Linked DNA regions of Mus musculus: regions 1 and 2 are each linked to region 3. The links are chromatin contacts, called in public HiChIP or PLAC-seq maps. All regions are on one chromosome and are shown on one strand. Each heading gives the region's core, a stretch centred on a gene start, on an enhancer-like site or on the middle of the called end of the contact. The rest is flanking DNA. Distances are from core to core; before and after follow the strand shown.

Region 1 (4,777 bases), core at 632-3,131, 240 kb before region 3:
GTGTTGACTTTCTAAGACTCAGCCTGTGGTTCCTGTGTCGCCACGAATGCCCATGAGTGTATGACTGTGGCATGTGGTGTGTGCCTATGTCAGTCTGTGTGTCAGGGCAGGGGCTCCCTGTGGTGTGCAAATGTGTTGGGAGGGGGGTGATGGGGAGAGCCTGGCTCCTTTGCTTCCACCCCCATCCCTGCTCCCATCTGGCCTTGATCAGTGGGTCCCTGGGGAGGGAGCCGCGGTTTCGGATACAGGAAAATGTTCCAGGAAGCGGCCACTGTGCTGAACCCGGCTTGGGCTCCCCCAGCGGAAATTGTTACAGGAAGGAGGAGGGGAGGGAGTGTTGCGATAGGATTAAGGATGGAGGAGGGTGGCTCTTGGCTCCTCTCTGGATGGGATAAAGCTGAATAAGTTGATGGGAATCTCAGGTCAGCCAGGATCCTGGATGCTACCACCTCAATCATTTAATGCAAAACTGGGAACTTGGAAAATAGGGTCCCTTTCCCTTTTTATTCTCTCGAATCCTTTTTATAGTTCTATTACCTACCATGAATGCCAGCTGGGACCAGGATACCTGGGTATTGCCTGAAAATGACTTGGCTTGGTGAGGGGCTAAAGAGTCAGCCCCTCTCCTCTCCGCATTGAAGGGGCTTTGAAGCTCATGTCCAGGACTGGGAGGGATGCCTAATTGGGATAATGGAGGTTAATGGGGCGCCTGGAGGGGGTGGCCACGCTTCTAGATCAAAGAAGCCAGCTCTTCCCAACCACCACAGCTGGAGGTCACAGCTGGAGGGGGAGGGGCAGGGACTCAGAGCCAGCCAGCAGGGGGTGCTCTGGCCTCGGAATGCTTGTCCTCTGGCGTCTCAGGCTCCTTCTTCGATCTGCTTTTGCCCGAGAACGCTTATCCTGAGGTTCTGAGTCCTCTTTTTTGGGTGCTGGGGAAGAGGGAAAGGTCAACAGGATGTCAACTTCCTCAGGTTGTTGCAGGGTCCCAAAGCACTAGCTTTAGATCCAGTTTGGAGAAAGCCAAGGCTGGGAGGCTAAGTTTATAAGGGAGGCAGAGAAAGACCCGACTTGGCATTGGGGGTGTTGGCTAGGATGGAGGCCAAGGGGCACCAGCGCTTCCCCGCCATCGCCCCCCTCCCCGGGGTTGGCGCTCCCTCTCGGGCTCTAATCGGCGCGGCGGCCGCAGCGGGCAGAGTCAGCGCCGCCAGTCTCCGGGACGCGACTCCCAGCAATTGTGGTCGGGACCGCAGATATGCAGCTGCCTCCTGCCCGGGCGCCTGGCCCGGCCGGCCCCGCCTGCGCCCCGCCCCGCCCCCAGCCGGCCCGCCCCTTGCCTGCCAGCAGCACCGGGACACTGAGGCATGCAAGAGGTCCCAGGTGGCCAGCGTAAGCGGTGGAGATGCCCCAGCCCAGACCTCACTATGTTCATTGTCCCTCTGCCCGCTCTGTTTCTCAGCTTTAGCTGGAGGCTTATACTTTCACTGTACGCCTTGCTTCGAGCCTCCTCTTGGAAAAAGTCGAACAGTGCTTTGATGCTTTGAAATGCAGGGGAGGGGAGGGATGTCTGACTGAGATGGAGGAGGAGGGTGGAGATGGGCGCGATGGCGGACTCTCATTGACAAGGGCAGCGGGGAAAGTTTCTAAGTAGAGGAGAAAAGGACGGAATGGGAGAAGCAGGGGCGAGTGTCAAAGGGTAGGAAAATAGTTCTTTAGAGGCACCCCAGCCATTCAGGGGCTTCCTGCTAGAATGCTGAGAGAAAACGCTCAGATACTGCACTGGCCCCTTCCTCAATGCTGAGCAGAGCCACTGACTATCCAGAGCTATTCTCAGCACTGAACTTTAAAACCTGCATGCCTGCTCATTTTTCCTGTGAGGCTGGCTCTCCTTTCCACCCCGTACACTTTGACCTCTGGCTTGGTGTGATGACACCAATTGCCATCCTCATCTCCAGTTTTGTCCTCCAGCAACCTGTGATGAACTAACACGTATCATGTATGAAGCAAGTACTAAGCGGTGGATACTGTTTATAGTTAAGGGATAGAGGTGTAGTCCAGTGGTAGTTATAAGTGTAGTCTGGTAGTAGTTATAAGTGTAGTCTGGTAGTAGTTATAGGTGTAGTTTAGTTATATTATAGGTGTAGTCCAGTGGTAGTTATAGGTGTAGTTTAGTGGTAGAGCGCTTATGTAGTTTGTGTGAGACCCTGTGATTGATGTCTAGCATCGAGTGGGTGGTCCAGCATACATTTCTAATTTTTGTGGGTTTTAAAAAATTAGCCAGGCCGTAGTGGCCCATACCTTTAGCCCCAGAGCTCAAAGGCAGAGGCAGGAAGATCTCTGTGAGTTTGAAGCCAACCTGGTCTACAGAGTGAGTTCCAGGACAGCCAGGGCTCACAGTGAAACCCTTTCTCAAAAAACCAAATAAACCAAATTGCTTTTGAGTGTGTGTGTGTGTGTGTGTGTGTGTGTATGTGTGTGTGTGTCACAATGCATATGTGGTGGAGGTCAGGAGTCAGTGCTATCCTTTTACCTTGTAGGTCACAGGGATAGAATTCAGGTCCCCTGGCACGATGGCAGGTATCTTTACCCACTGAGCACTGTGCACAGTTTCAAATCATTATAACAACCTTGAGAGATGACTGTCTTGTTTCTCCTTTCTACAGAAGAGGAATCCTAGGTTAAACAGTTTGCCCAAGCTTGCACCATACTAAATGGCTGACAGACACAGAACTGTCGGGCTCTAAGACCCCCTTTCATGCTCATCTTTGCAGCCAGGGCTATCTTTTTAATATACAAACATTTCTATATGTTGTCCTGGGGATTAAGGTCACATACCTTGCATAGCTGATGAGACATTTCCCACCCCCACTTTCTCTCTCATGTTCTGGGGTGGAACTCCTGGGATCTATGCTTGTGAAACACTCTACCACTGTCTACAGAATCCAACCCCCACATCCCCTTTGTGTGTGTGGCAGAGCTTCACTAAATTGCCTATGCTGGCCGTGGGCTCTTGAGTAGCCCGCAGTCTCTGGAGTAGCTGGGAATACAGGCCCATTCCACGAGGCCTGGTTCAGCCTTCACCCTATGCTCCAGTCATATGCACAGAGGTGCTAACTCTTCTTACCCTGGAACAATGTGCATTTGCAATATTTCTATTTTGTTGTTGTTTTCTTGGAGGACGGAATGTCGGGATATAGCTGCCTGACCTGGAATTCACAATTCTCTTGCCTTTCTGCCTTCTGTCCCAATTGTCGTAATTGCCAGTGTGTTCAACCTCACCCCGCCAGACCAAGTCTTATTTTTATTGAGCCTTGAGCCTTCCTTCCTTCCTTCCTTCCTTCTTCCCTTCCTTCCTTCCTTCCTTCCTTCCTTCCTTCCTTCCTTCCTTCATACCTCCCTCGTCTCCTTCCATTTTCTTCCTTCTTTCCTCTGGTAGAATCTTACTATGTAGCTCTGGCTAGTTTTAAACTCATGGCACCGCACTCCCTCTACCTCAGCCTCCTAAGTGCTAGGACCACCTTCAGCTTTTTTGGTTTCTTTATATGGTTTTCTTCTAGCCTTCCACTACTGACTTAGATCAATTCTGTCTCCTGTAGCACACACTACTTGCTTTAATTAAAAGGCTTCCTCTTTTTGTTAGTTACAGGATAGTTTGTGAGGCACAGAACTGGATCAGTCATGTTTATGGTTGCAGACCTGTGTGCCTAGCTCTGTGTGCTCTGCATAAAGTAGGTGTTTGCTGAGTGAGTCAACTCTCTGTAGACTTACCCTATATCTCTCATATAGCTGTGATCCTAACAACTAGAGCAACTAGAGCAGGGCTCTGCCTATTCAGCATGTAGAAGATCCTGAGTTTAATCCCCTGACATGAGAGAGAGAGAGAGAGAGAGAGAGAGAGAGAGAGAGAGAGAGAGAGAGAGAGAGAGGAAGTTAGTTAAAGATTGGAATGTAGCAGCTGGACGCAGTGGCACATGCCTTTAATCCCAGCACTCGAGAGGCAGTGGCAGGCGGATTTCTGAGTTCGAGGCCAGCCTGGTCTACAAAGTGAGTTCCAGGACAGTCAGGGCTATACTGAGAAACCCTGACTCAAAACACCCCCCTCCAAAAAAAAAAAAAAGAGCAGTGTATGTTCATTATCACTGAGCCATCTCTCCAGTACTAAAGATGCTAATATATTTCATGTGACATATTTCGAGGCATACTTTTTCTCTGAAAATAAAATATGGAACACTTCATGAACTTGTATATTGTCCTCACACAGGGGCCATGTGGGTCTCTGTGTTGTTCCAAGTTTTAATACCTGTGCTGCAGAAGGGTTACCCAGGGCATTCCCCAGAGACTGAGAGGGTCTTTGTTCAATACTGGCCTGTGGAAACCCAACCAGGGTAGCATCACATGATCCCAGGGTACACACATGTTCCCAGGGTACACACATGTTCCCAGGGTACACACATGTTCATAGGGTAGCATCACATGTTCACAGGGTGCACACATGTTTTCAGGGTAGCATCACATGTTCACAGGGTGCACACATGTTCACAGGGTGCACACATGATCCCAGGGTGCACACATGTTCACAGGGTACACACATGTTCACAGGGTGCACACATGTTCACAGGGTACACACATGTTCCCAGGGTAGCATCACATGTTCACAGGGTACACACATGTTCCCAGGGTAGCATCACATGTTCACAGGGTACACACATGTTCTCCTGTTTCCAGCCTGGTCCTCTCTGTCCTTGCTTCTTCTCTCTCTTGTCATCGTTCTCTCTGATTC
Region 2 (4,730 bases), core at 1,418-3,917, 210 kb before region 3:
AACCCACATTCTTCAGTGAGACTGGGGGTGTGGGGCCTGAGCCTACATACAGCTTTGAGTTCTTCCTTCCTTCCTTCCTTCCTTCCTCCCTCCCTCCCTCCCTCCCTCCCTTCCTTCCTTTCTTCCTTCATTCCTTCCTTCCTCTCTCTCTCTCTCTCTCTCTCTCTCTCTCTCTCTCTCTCTTTCCCTTTCTTTTCTTTTTTCTTTTTTTCAGACAGGCCTAGTCTCTCAGGTTCGCTGTGTACCAGATGAATGACAATCGAGGTTAACTATTCACCACTGTTTGTAATTCTCAGCACTCAGGAGATGAGGCAGGAGGATTCCGGCAAATTAGAAGTCACCCTCAGCCTGTCTCAAAAATACAAAACTAAAATTAATCAAGTGCATAATTGCCACACCTCCCATTCTTTACGCTCCAGTTTTAGGTCCATCTTCCACATTTCTTTTTAAAGACAAGATCTTATGTAGCTGAGACATAGTGTGAACTATGCTTCAGAGGATGTCCCTGAATTTGTGTCTCTAGACATAGTGTGGTTTGTGCTTGTTTGTTTGTTTTTGAGACACCATCTCACTATATATCCCTGACTGGCCTGTAGCTTCCTATGTTAGACCAGGATAGCTCTGAATTCACAGTGATCCACCCATTTCGGCTTCCTGAGTGCTGGGACTAAAAGCATGTACCATTAGGCCAGGCTAATACGTTTAGTTTTTCTTTTTAAAGAGTTAATTTATTGGGAAATGAAAACCAAACTAAGAGCCAGGTGATGGTGGCAGTGGTGGCACCTTTAATCCCTGTACTTGGGAGGCAGAGGAAGATGGAACTCTGAGTTTTGAGGCCAGACTGGGGTACCTATGGAGTGAATTCTAGGACAGACAGGGCTACACAGAGAATCCTTCTATTGAAAAACAAAACAAAGCAAAAAGTTATTTGGGGGCCAGAGAGATGGCTCAGTGGCTAAGAGCAGTTACTGTTCTTGCAGAGGATCCTGGTTCTGTTCCCCAAATCTACATGATGATTCAGAACCATCTGTAACTCCTGTTCCAGGGGAGTCCAGCGCCCTTTACTGGCTGCTGTGGACACTGCATGCATGTGGTGCACATAGGTGCATACAGGCAAAACACAAATTAAAAAAATATTTTTAAAAGCCCCTTATACTCCCTGTATAGTACTACAGGTGTGCATGCACCACCATGCCCAGTGACAAAAGTGCTCTCGAGGAGGAGGGTCAGGCTCAGAGTCAGTTTCAATTAAAGGCTAGGTGAGTCCATTTCTTTGGGTGTCAGGTGAGGCAGAGCATCATAGATTCAGGAGCAGGTGGAAGAGTTTGCTTATTCATAATGGCCAGGAAGCAGAGAGATAGCAATAGCAGGGAAAGGCTAATACCGTTCCTGTGAGTCTCACCATCCCACACTTCCCTCCCATTTGTCTATTCAGATTTTGAGCTCACAATTGAATTAAGTTAGAATTAAACCATCTAAACATCTCTCTGTAGTTCTAGCCCCCCCCCCAACCCCTTCAGTTTCAGAAAAGGTCTCAGGAGAGCATGGTGGTAGATCTTTAATCTCAGCACTCTTGGGAGATAGAGGTATGAATCTCTATGAATTCAAGGTCAGTCATGTCTACATAGCAAGTTCCGTGCTAGCCAGAGCAACATAGCCATACCCTGCCTCAAAATAAAGCCTAGGGCTGGAGAGATGGCTCAGCAGTTAAGAGCACTGACTGCTCTTCTAGAAGTCCTGAGTTCAATTCCCAGCAACCACATGGTGGCTCACAACCATCTGTAATGGAATCAGATACCCTCTTCTGGTGTGTCTGAAAACCATGAGAGTGTACTCATATAAATAAAACAAATCTTAAAACAAACAAACAAACAAACAACAAAGCCTAAATAAGACAAAGTCAGGGTGGTATGTATCTCAAGTTGGAAGAGAACTATGGAGTGGACATTCAGTGATCCTCCTGCCTGTACCTCCCAATGCTGGGATTACAGATCGGAGTCAACGGTATTTGGAGGCAGGGGCTTGCTACGCAGTCTACACTAACCTTTTATTCTTGTCCACATCCTGTAGGCATTACAGCCTTGGGCCAATATGCCCCACCAATGTCTGGTTTGTGTGTATTTTGGTCCAATCTGTGTCATTTTGCTACTGGTAGTTCAACGGTGCACTTTTGGGGTTATTGTAAGGATTATAGAAGCGTTTGTTAGTGATATACTCGGGAAAAGTTACTGTCCTTCCAGTGTCCGTCTCTCTCTTTCAGGACGCCTTACCCTGTGAAGTCCGTTCTGACTGTCCTCTAAAGTCTTTTTTGTTTTTTTTTTGGAGGTGGGGGGGCGGGGAAAGCTCACTGGTAGGATGACATCGTCTGTATATTCCTCAAGGATATTTACGGGGGTTGGAGAGTTTAATTAGGTACTTTCCTAAACCTGGCTTATTTTGGGCTTTTTCCGTACTAAGTAAGTGAGTGGGAGACGCTGCTGGGGATTCAGAGTTGGAAAAAACAGTAGTCTTACAGGAAACAAACCAAAACCAAACCGCGGCGCTCCTTACGCCACAGGTCGGTCCTCGGACGTGTCAGCGTCGTGCCCGCTCCGTACGCAAGGGGGCGCGCCAGGAAGTCCCGGAAGTCCGTCCCGAAACCCGACTCGGAACTTTCTTCCTTGCACTTCCGTTCAGCTTCGCGCAGTCGTTTGTCCTGTACGGCTACCCGTCCTCACACGAATCTAGCCCGGGAACTAAGATTCCGGGGAGCGCAGTCGTCACCAGCCGGGAGCCTGTCGATTCCAGACGCTCTCCGGACTGGCAAGATGTGCTCCCTGGGGTTGTTCCCCCCGCCGCCGCCTAGAGGTCAAGTCACCCTGTATGAGCACAATAACGAGCTGGTGACCGGCAACAGCTATGAGAGCCCGCCTCCCGACTTTCGGGGCCAGGTGGTCCGGGTGGGAACGCTGCGGTGGGGATGCGGAAAGTGGGAATAGAGGCGACGCGGCGGGGCTCGCTCACAAGTGATTGGGAACGGCATGACTCCCACAGGAGACTGGAGAGAACGAAATATATTTTAGGGCCTGTGTTACCCAGTTAGGCATGCCAAGGCATGTGAGGAGGTTCTAGGAGGGGTAGAGAAGATGATGGATGCCGTCCATCAGGTCTTCTCTAGTGTCAACCCTGTGAAAAACGATTGTGGTTTGCAGATGAGGACTGAAAATTTTCTGTCCCACAAGTGTTACATTTGTGGGTATGGGAAATGGGGCCGTGGAATCTCTTATGCCATAGGTTGGAGATGGCAAGGAGTTCTGTTAAGATTTGGGGAAGAGACTGACTGCCTCCCTCTCTTCTGAGGTATAGTGGATCAATCTTCCTGTCCTACACCTGACCAAGGATCCCCTAAAAGCCCCAGGGAGGCTGGACCATGGTACAAGAACTGCCTTCATCCATCACCGTGAGCAAGTGTGGAAGAGATGCATCAATGTTTGGTGAGGCATAGCAAACAGTGGCTTAAATAGGCCATGGTCTACCGAGCCTGCTTTGGGCAGCTCTTGAATGGCTGCTTATTGCAGTCTGTGTCTTCATATTACCACAAATCATATTAGGTGATCCATTTTTATTGTAAAACTCAAGGGTGTACCAGAAACCTCATTTATCCCTAATAGCTTGGCTTGATTTTACAAACCTGCTCTCAGCACCGACCTCATTTGCTTTTATCTGAAGCTCAGGAAAGTTAGGAAAAGGTTGAATTGATTCGTTAATATGTAGGACATGTAAGAATTAAAGCTGTGCTATCTTTTTTTTTTTTAACTGTACGTTTGGAAAAGTTACATAATTACTCTGTCCTAAAGCCAAACCCCTTTAAACCATGGTGACTAAATAGATACAAAGCACATAGAAGCATTTCCTGGCACATTAATCCCTTGATGTGTTTGCCATCCCCATTATTATCATTGCCATTATCTGTAAAAAGAATCCCTGGTGCCGGGCGTGGTGGCTCACGCCTTTAATCCCAGCACTCCGGAGGCAGAGGCGGGCGGATTTCTGAGTTCGAGGCCAGCCTGGTCTACAGAGTGAGTTCCAGGACAGCCAGGGCTACACAGAGAAACCCTGTCTTGAAAAAACAAACAAACAAAAAAAAAACGAATCCCTGGCAATTATGTTCCTGGGTTCATGAGTTTGCTTGTTACTTTGTGAGTTGTTGTCAAATAGCCTTTTATCCAAATTTTACATACAGGACTTGGGGTATAGCTCAGTTGGCAGAGTGCTTGCCTGGCATGCAGGAAGCCCTAAGATCAGTAACTAGCACCATGTAAAACTAGGTATGATTGGTACATGTCTGTAATCTCACACTAGGCAGGAGGAGCAAAAGCACGTGGCTATTCTTGGCTACATTGCAAAATTGAGGCTAGCCTGGACTTCATGAGACTATCTCAAAACCAACCAACCAAACCAAAAGCAAACAAAACAGAAACTGGGCAGTGGTATTGTGGTGATGGTTAAATTGCCTATGGAAGCACCTAGCCCAGTGCCTGGTATGTTATAGATGTATTTGTTGATATAATTACTACTTGCTGTTTCTCAAAATATTACTCAGCCTTACTGATATCTTTTTTAAAAAAAAATTTATTTATTATTTATATTTAAGTACCCAGTAGCTGTCTTCAGACACAGTAGAGGGCTTCAGATGTCATTACAGATGGTTGTAAGCCACCATGTGGTTGCTGGGATTTGAACTCAGGACC
Region 3 (4,794 bases), core at 593-3,092:
AATTTAAAAAGTGAAAGGTAGGGCTGGAGAGATGGCTCAGAGGTTAAGAGCACTAACTGCTCTTCCAGAGGTCTTGAGTTCAATTCCCAGCAACCACATAGTAGCTCACAACCATCTGTAATGAGATCTGGTGCCCTCTTCTGTATACATAATAAATAAATAAATCTTGTTTTTTAAAAGTGAAAGGTACCACTCTATAAATGGATCCAAATACAAACGATTGAGACTATACAGTCAGTGGGCGTGTTAAAATCACTTAAGTGTCATCAGGTTCAAGAAAAACGGCGGGAAGTGATGGTGCACGCCTTTAATCCCAGCAGTTGGGAGGCAGAGGCAGGTGGGATTTCTGAGTTCAAGACCAGCCTGGTCTACAGAGTGAGTTCCAGGACAGCCAGTGCTACACAGAGAAACCCTGTCTTGAAAACAACAACAACAAAAAGAATGTATTAAACATAATCAGACCAAGAAACACCCTCAGTTGGACCCCATGAGGAAGGTGTCTAACACTCTGGGGACAGTGGTCCCTACCAACTACCTTGTGTGTGCCTCAAAGGACAACAGAGAAATGCTGACTGTTTCTGGGGCTTCAGCCCAACTGGGGTCCACAGCTGATGGAACCTACTCGCATTACGGGTTGCCCACGTATTCATCCATACCCAGTCTCACATTTTGCCTCTGAAGGTGTTCAGCCCTGTGACCTGCAGCTATGGCTGCATCCCAGGCTGGAACCTTCAGCAGCTCCCCAGCTAGGTTTGTTCTCTGGCTGCAGTGACTTTGCACTCTATCAGCTCTTGTCTCTAGTAAGGCCTCTGAACTCTTGAATTATGCTGTGGCTTCTTTAACCCTTTTCTAGCCATGTTGTTAACCTACATAAGTACACACAGGATATGTAATCTGTGACCCAAGAGTTAGTAATTAATATTAAAGTAAAAGTTCATGTGTTTGGTAAGGGCCCATTATCAATGTAAATCAGGTCTAATTGGCAAATTGCCGCCAATGAAGCTGACATCGCTTGCTGATGTATTTGATACTCAATAAATTTAGATGTGGAAAGACACAAATATGTTCGTTTATGTTTCTGACACAGGATGAGTCTTTCTGGAAAGAATATTCAGTCTTAAGAGCAAAACGTTGAAGTCGTCCAAGAATCCCAATTCCTTCCAAGGACAATCATACCCTTTATAGGAGGTGCATGATAAAGATTAGTATCCTTTCCGGTACATTCTGACCCGAGCTAACTTTTCCTACCAAGCCCAAGCCCAAAGAGCACCCGGGTTTCATCCCACTGTGCCTTTTGCATATGTTCTCTCCTGTTCTGGAACGCCTGTCCTGGAATGAACGAACGTGGTGCAAAGGGGTGCTCCGGAGAGAAGAAAGCATGTGGTGCCAGCCGAGTGCTGCCGCTGTGGAGATCAGCCTCTGGCTTCTCACGCGTAAAATAGGAGATAACATTAAAAAAAAATCCCCCCCCCCATGCCGTTAAGTGGCTCAAAAGGACATTCCAGAGAGGTTTTTAGCATCACTTCTGGCTCTGGGAACACGAAGCTCGCGCACGGGCACAGGGACCTACTCCGCCCCAAGGGAGCCGCCCCTTGACCGCCTCCCTGAGCTCCAGGCGTCCGAGGTGGCGTCCGGGCAGCCACGTCGCCTCCCCCACCCTCCCGACACCAGGGTTCCTCAGACGCCGCCGAGTGTTAGGTACCCAGCTCACCGGGCCGCGCTCCGCACCGCCTGTGCCCTGCGATTGGCTGCTGAGGGCGCCCATCTTCAAGAAGCGCTGCGGATTGGTCAGATTTAGCGGTGGGGGCGGGCCTGACGGAGCAGAGGAAGGGCGGGGACCCGGATGTGTGTGGTGGCGGCGGCCGAAGAGCTACAACGCGGAGCTGAGAGGCCTATGGATGAGGAGGACGCGGCGGCCCCGGTAGGCGGGGATCGGGGGCGGGGTCCCGGAGGCCTCGGTCTCTGCAGATCTCGAGGCGGGGGTCCTGGGCGACGGCTGCGGCCTCAGGGCGGGGCCAGGGGCTCCGGTCACGGGCGTTCCTCTCGCCGCGCACCCTCCCCATTGCAGCCAGGGCCTGTGACGACGGGGCGTAGCCTCATTGACAGGTTAAGGCCGGGTGGTCCCGGGTGTCACCTGAGAGACCCCGCGGTCCTGAGGCCGTGCCCGGACCCAGTGCGGCGGCAGCTGCTTGGTGCTGAGGCTGTCAGGTTCTCGAAGATCCGATGCCTTCAGATCTGGGGCTCCGGCATCTACCTGGGTTCGAGTCCTGGCCCAGGGCCCTGGGGGATCCCAGTGCTGCGCCGCAGGTGTCTGCTCTTGTGGGGCATGTGCTGGTCTGTAGCTCCTGCAGAAGAGCCCCAATGTGCACATTGGGATCGAACTCAGCTTAGCCCAGGATTGCTAAGCACCTACTGTGTGTAGGGCACAGTGCCAGGTGTTTGGGAGGCAGGAAGAAAATATTTCTTCATGGTTTTCCCGCTTTTGGATCTCTGGAAGATTTTATTCATTCATTCATTTACTGGCCTTGCTGGTTGTCTAAATACCGAGAGAGTCCCATGTTTTTCTCCGGTACTGCTGCTGCTTTAGGGGCTGCGGCCCTCTGAATTCTGTTACAACTTGGAGTTAAGATCTGCTAAGTTGTTTTTTCTTTTGTTTGAGACAGGGCCTCACTGTGTAGCCCTGTCTACCCTGGCACACACTATGTAGAGCAGGCTGTTGAAGAATTCAGAAATCCGTTTACCTCTGCGGACTAAAAAGGGCTGGGGTTCTGGCAGAAGAGAAGGCTCAGTGAATTGAACAGCATGGGCTTCAGGCAGGGTGGGGGTACACACTTTAATCCTAGCACCCAGGAGGCAGAGGCAGGCCAGAGTTCAAGGCTAGTAAGTTGCAGGACAGCCAGAGGTACACAGAGAAACCCTGTCTCAGAAAAACAAACAAACAAAAAATTCATACCGTTTCTTGTTTACAATTCCCTAGAAGTTTTTCATTACCCTTGAAATAAAATTTAAAAGTCCTGACTGTGGATAGACTCTTGCTTTACCCTGTTCTTTTTGTTTTTTTAGACAGGGTTTCTCTGTCTAAACCTTGCTGTCTTCTGAAATTTGCTTTGAGACCAGGCTGGCTGCCTCTTAGTCATAGATAACCACCTGCCACTACCTCTGGAGTGTTGGCATTAAAGGCCTGTGCTTCCATATCTTGCCACCTTATTCTACTCTGGTTTTTTTTTTGTTGTTGTTGTTTTGTTTTTGTTTTTGGAGACAGGGTTTCTCTGTATAGCCTTGGCTGTCCTGGAACTCACTTTGTAACCAGGCTGGCCTTGAACTCAGAAATCCGCCTGCCTCTGCCTCCTGAATGCTGGGATTAAAGACCTGCGCCACCACCCACCACCGCCTGGCTTCTTATTTTTTTTTAAGATTTATTTATTTTTTGTAAGTACACTGTAGCTGTCTTCAGACACACCAGAAGAGGGCATCAGATCTCATTACAGATGGATGTGAGCCACCATGTGGTTGCTGGGATTTGAACTCAGGACCTCTGTCTGTGCTCTTAACTGCTGAGCCATCTCTCCAACACCTCCTCTCCCCCCTTACCTTATTGTCATTCACTTTCCCTACATACAATGGCTCTGGTGGGCTGTTTTTCTCTGCCATGACACCTTTTTTCTAACCATGGGCCTGAGCAACTGTTTCTTCTGTATGGAATGGTTTTTGTTACACTGTTACACTGCCTGCCTCTCTTTCAGTTTTTCAGGCAGTACCTCAGAGTCTGTCCCTGTCCGCTATTTTGTTACATCTCTGTGGGTTTTTTTTTTTTTTTTTTCTTCCACTGGTTAAAATGACCATTTGTGGGCTGGAGAAATGGCTCAGTGGTTAAGAGCACTGACTGCTCTTCCAGAGGTCCTGAGTTCAAATCCCAGCAACAACATGGTGCCTCACAACCATCCGTAATGGAAGAGTGACAATGTACTTACATATAATAAATAAATAAGACAAAAAATTTTTTAAAAAATATGACCATTTGTATTTATTATCTGCCATGCTCCCCTATGCCCACTTGAGTGGAAACTCTGTGAGAACAAGCATCCAGATTCCTCTACCTTGCTCATAACTTTGTTCCTAACTCTGATAACAGAGCACACGATAAACAATAAAAATCCTAATAAAGGTCGAGCGGTGGTGGCGCAGGCCTTTAATCCCAGCACTTGGGAGGCAGAGGCAGGCAAATTTCTGAGTTCGAGGCCAGCCTGGTCTACAAAGTGAGTTCCAGGCCAGCCAGGGCTATAGAGAGAAACCCTGTCTCGAAAAAACCCAAAAAAAAAAAAAAAAAAAAAAAATCCCAATAAATACGTATTGCCTGAGTGGCTGAGGCTGGAGCTCTTGATGTATTTGGACATCCGGCGTCAAGTCTGGTGCACTTTGTACATTCAGGGTTGAGCAGGCTGGGGTCCTCTGCTCTGAGCCCTGCTTCCTTCTCAGCCATCTGTCTTGTCACAGGTTTGTTCTCATGAACAAGATGGATGACCTCAACTTGCACTACCGGTTTCTGAACTGGCGAAGGAGGATTCGGGAGATCCGAGAGGTCCGGGCCTTCCGATATCAGGAGAGGTTCAAGCATATCCTTGTAGATGGTGACACTTTGAGGTGAGCATAGGAAACTGGTTCTACCCTGTCCCTGTCAGTCCTTTTCCAGGTCACAGACAGGGAAAGGGGTGTGTTAGAGGGTGAGGACCATTTACACTCCACTGCCAGGGGCACCCCAGTGCCTACATGCATTCCTTTCTGCCCCTCTGTCAC

What was found. HiChIP or PLAC-seq counts read pairs in DNA pulled down with a chosen protein or histone mark.
Region 1: a FOXA1 HiChIP or PLAC-seq map of pancreatic cancer cells shows a contact between it and region 3. The contact joins the enhancer-like site here to the promoter of Spryd3 in region 3. A contact is called at or near these places in 15 of 39 promoter capture datasets (the 3T3-L1 cell line, 3T3-L1-derived adipocytes, the C10 cell line and 10 more), 4 of 115 datasets of contacts at active chromatin or transcription factors (CD8 T cells, the SCID.adh cell line, bone marrow-derived macrophages and 1 more) and 3 of 9 other capture datasets (adipose tissue, liver and pancreatic islet).
Region 2: a contact with region 3 is called in an H3K4me3 HiChIP or PLAC-seq map of embryonic stem cells, with 13 read pairs. The contact joins the promoter of Aaas here to the promoter of Spryd3 in region 3. A contact is called at or near these places in 15 of 39 promoter capture datasets (3T3-L1-derived adipocytes, the C10 cell line, cranial neural crest and 9 more), 6 of 115 datasets of contacts at active chromatin or transcription factors (the 230-238 cell line, the SCID.adh cell line, bone marrow-derived macrophages and 3 more) and 3 of 9 other capture datasets (adipose tissue, liver and pancreatic islet).

What each region holds. Positions count from the first base shown.
Region 1 is chr15:102,373,420-102,378,196 of GRCm38.p6, reverse strand. No RefSeq gene overlaps it. Among named protein-coding and RNA genes, the nearest start is that of Sp7, 9.5 kb to the right of the region's middle. Within about 2 kb of position 1,881, at least 222 of the 459 cell types and tissues checked have an H3K27ac peak or open chromatin away from gene starts, as enhancers often do. A contact at or near this core is called in 3T3-L1-derived adipocytes, CD8 T cells, the SCID.adh cell line and 8 more, where this site is marked.
Region 2 is chr15:102,348,696-102,353,425 of GRCm38.p6, reverse strand. It overlaps Aaas (achalasia, adrenocortical insufficiency, alacrimia), which reads left to right and starts at 2,667. Exons shown (of 16, transcript NM_153416.2): 1 at 2,667-2,930; 2 at 3,346-3,473. The coding sequence starts at 2,808. It overlaps Gm36246 (predicted gene, 36246), which reads right to left and starts at 2,599. Exons shown (of 3, transcript NR_155425.1): 1 at 2,514-2,599.
Region 3 is chr15:102,133,263-102,138,056 of GRCm38.p6, reverse strand. Spryd3 (SPRY domain containing 3) reads left to right here and starts at 1,842. Exons shown (of 11, transcript NM_001033277.3): 1 at 1,842-1,921; 2 at 4,495-4,641. The coding sequence starts at 1,899.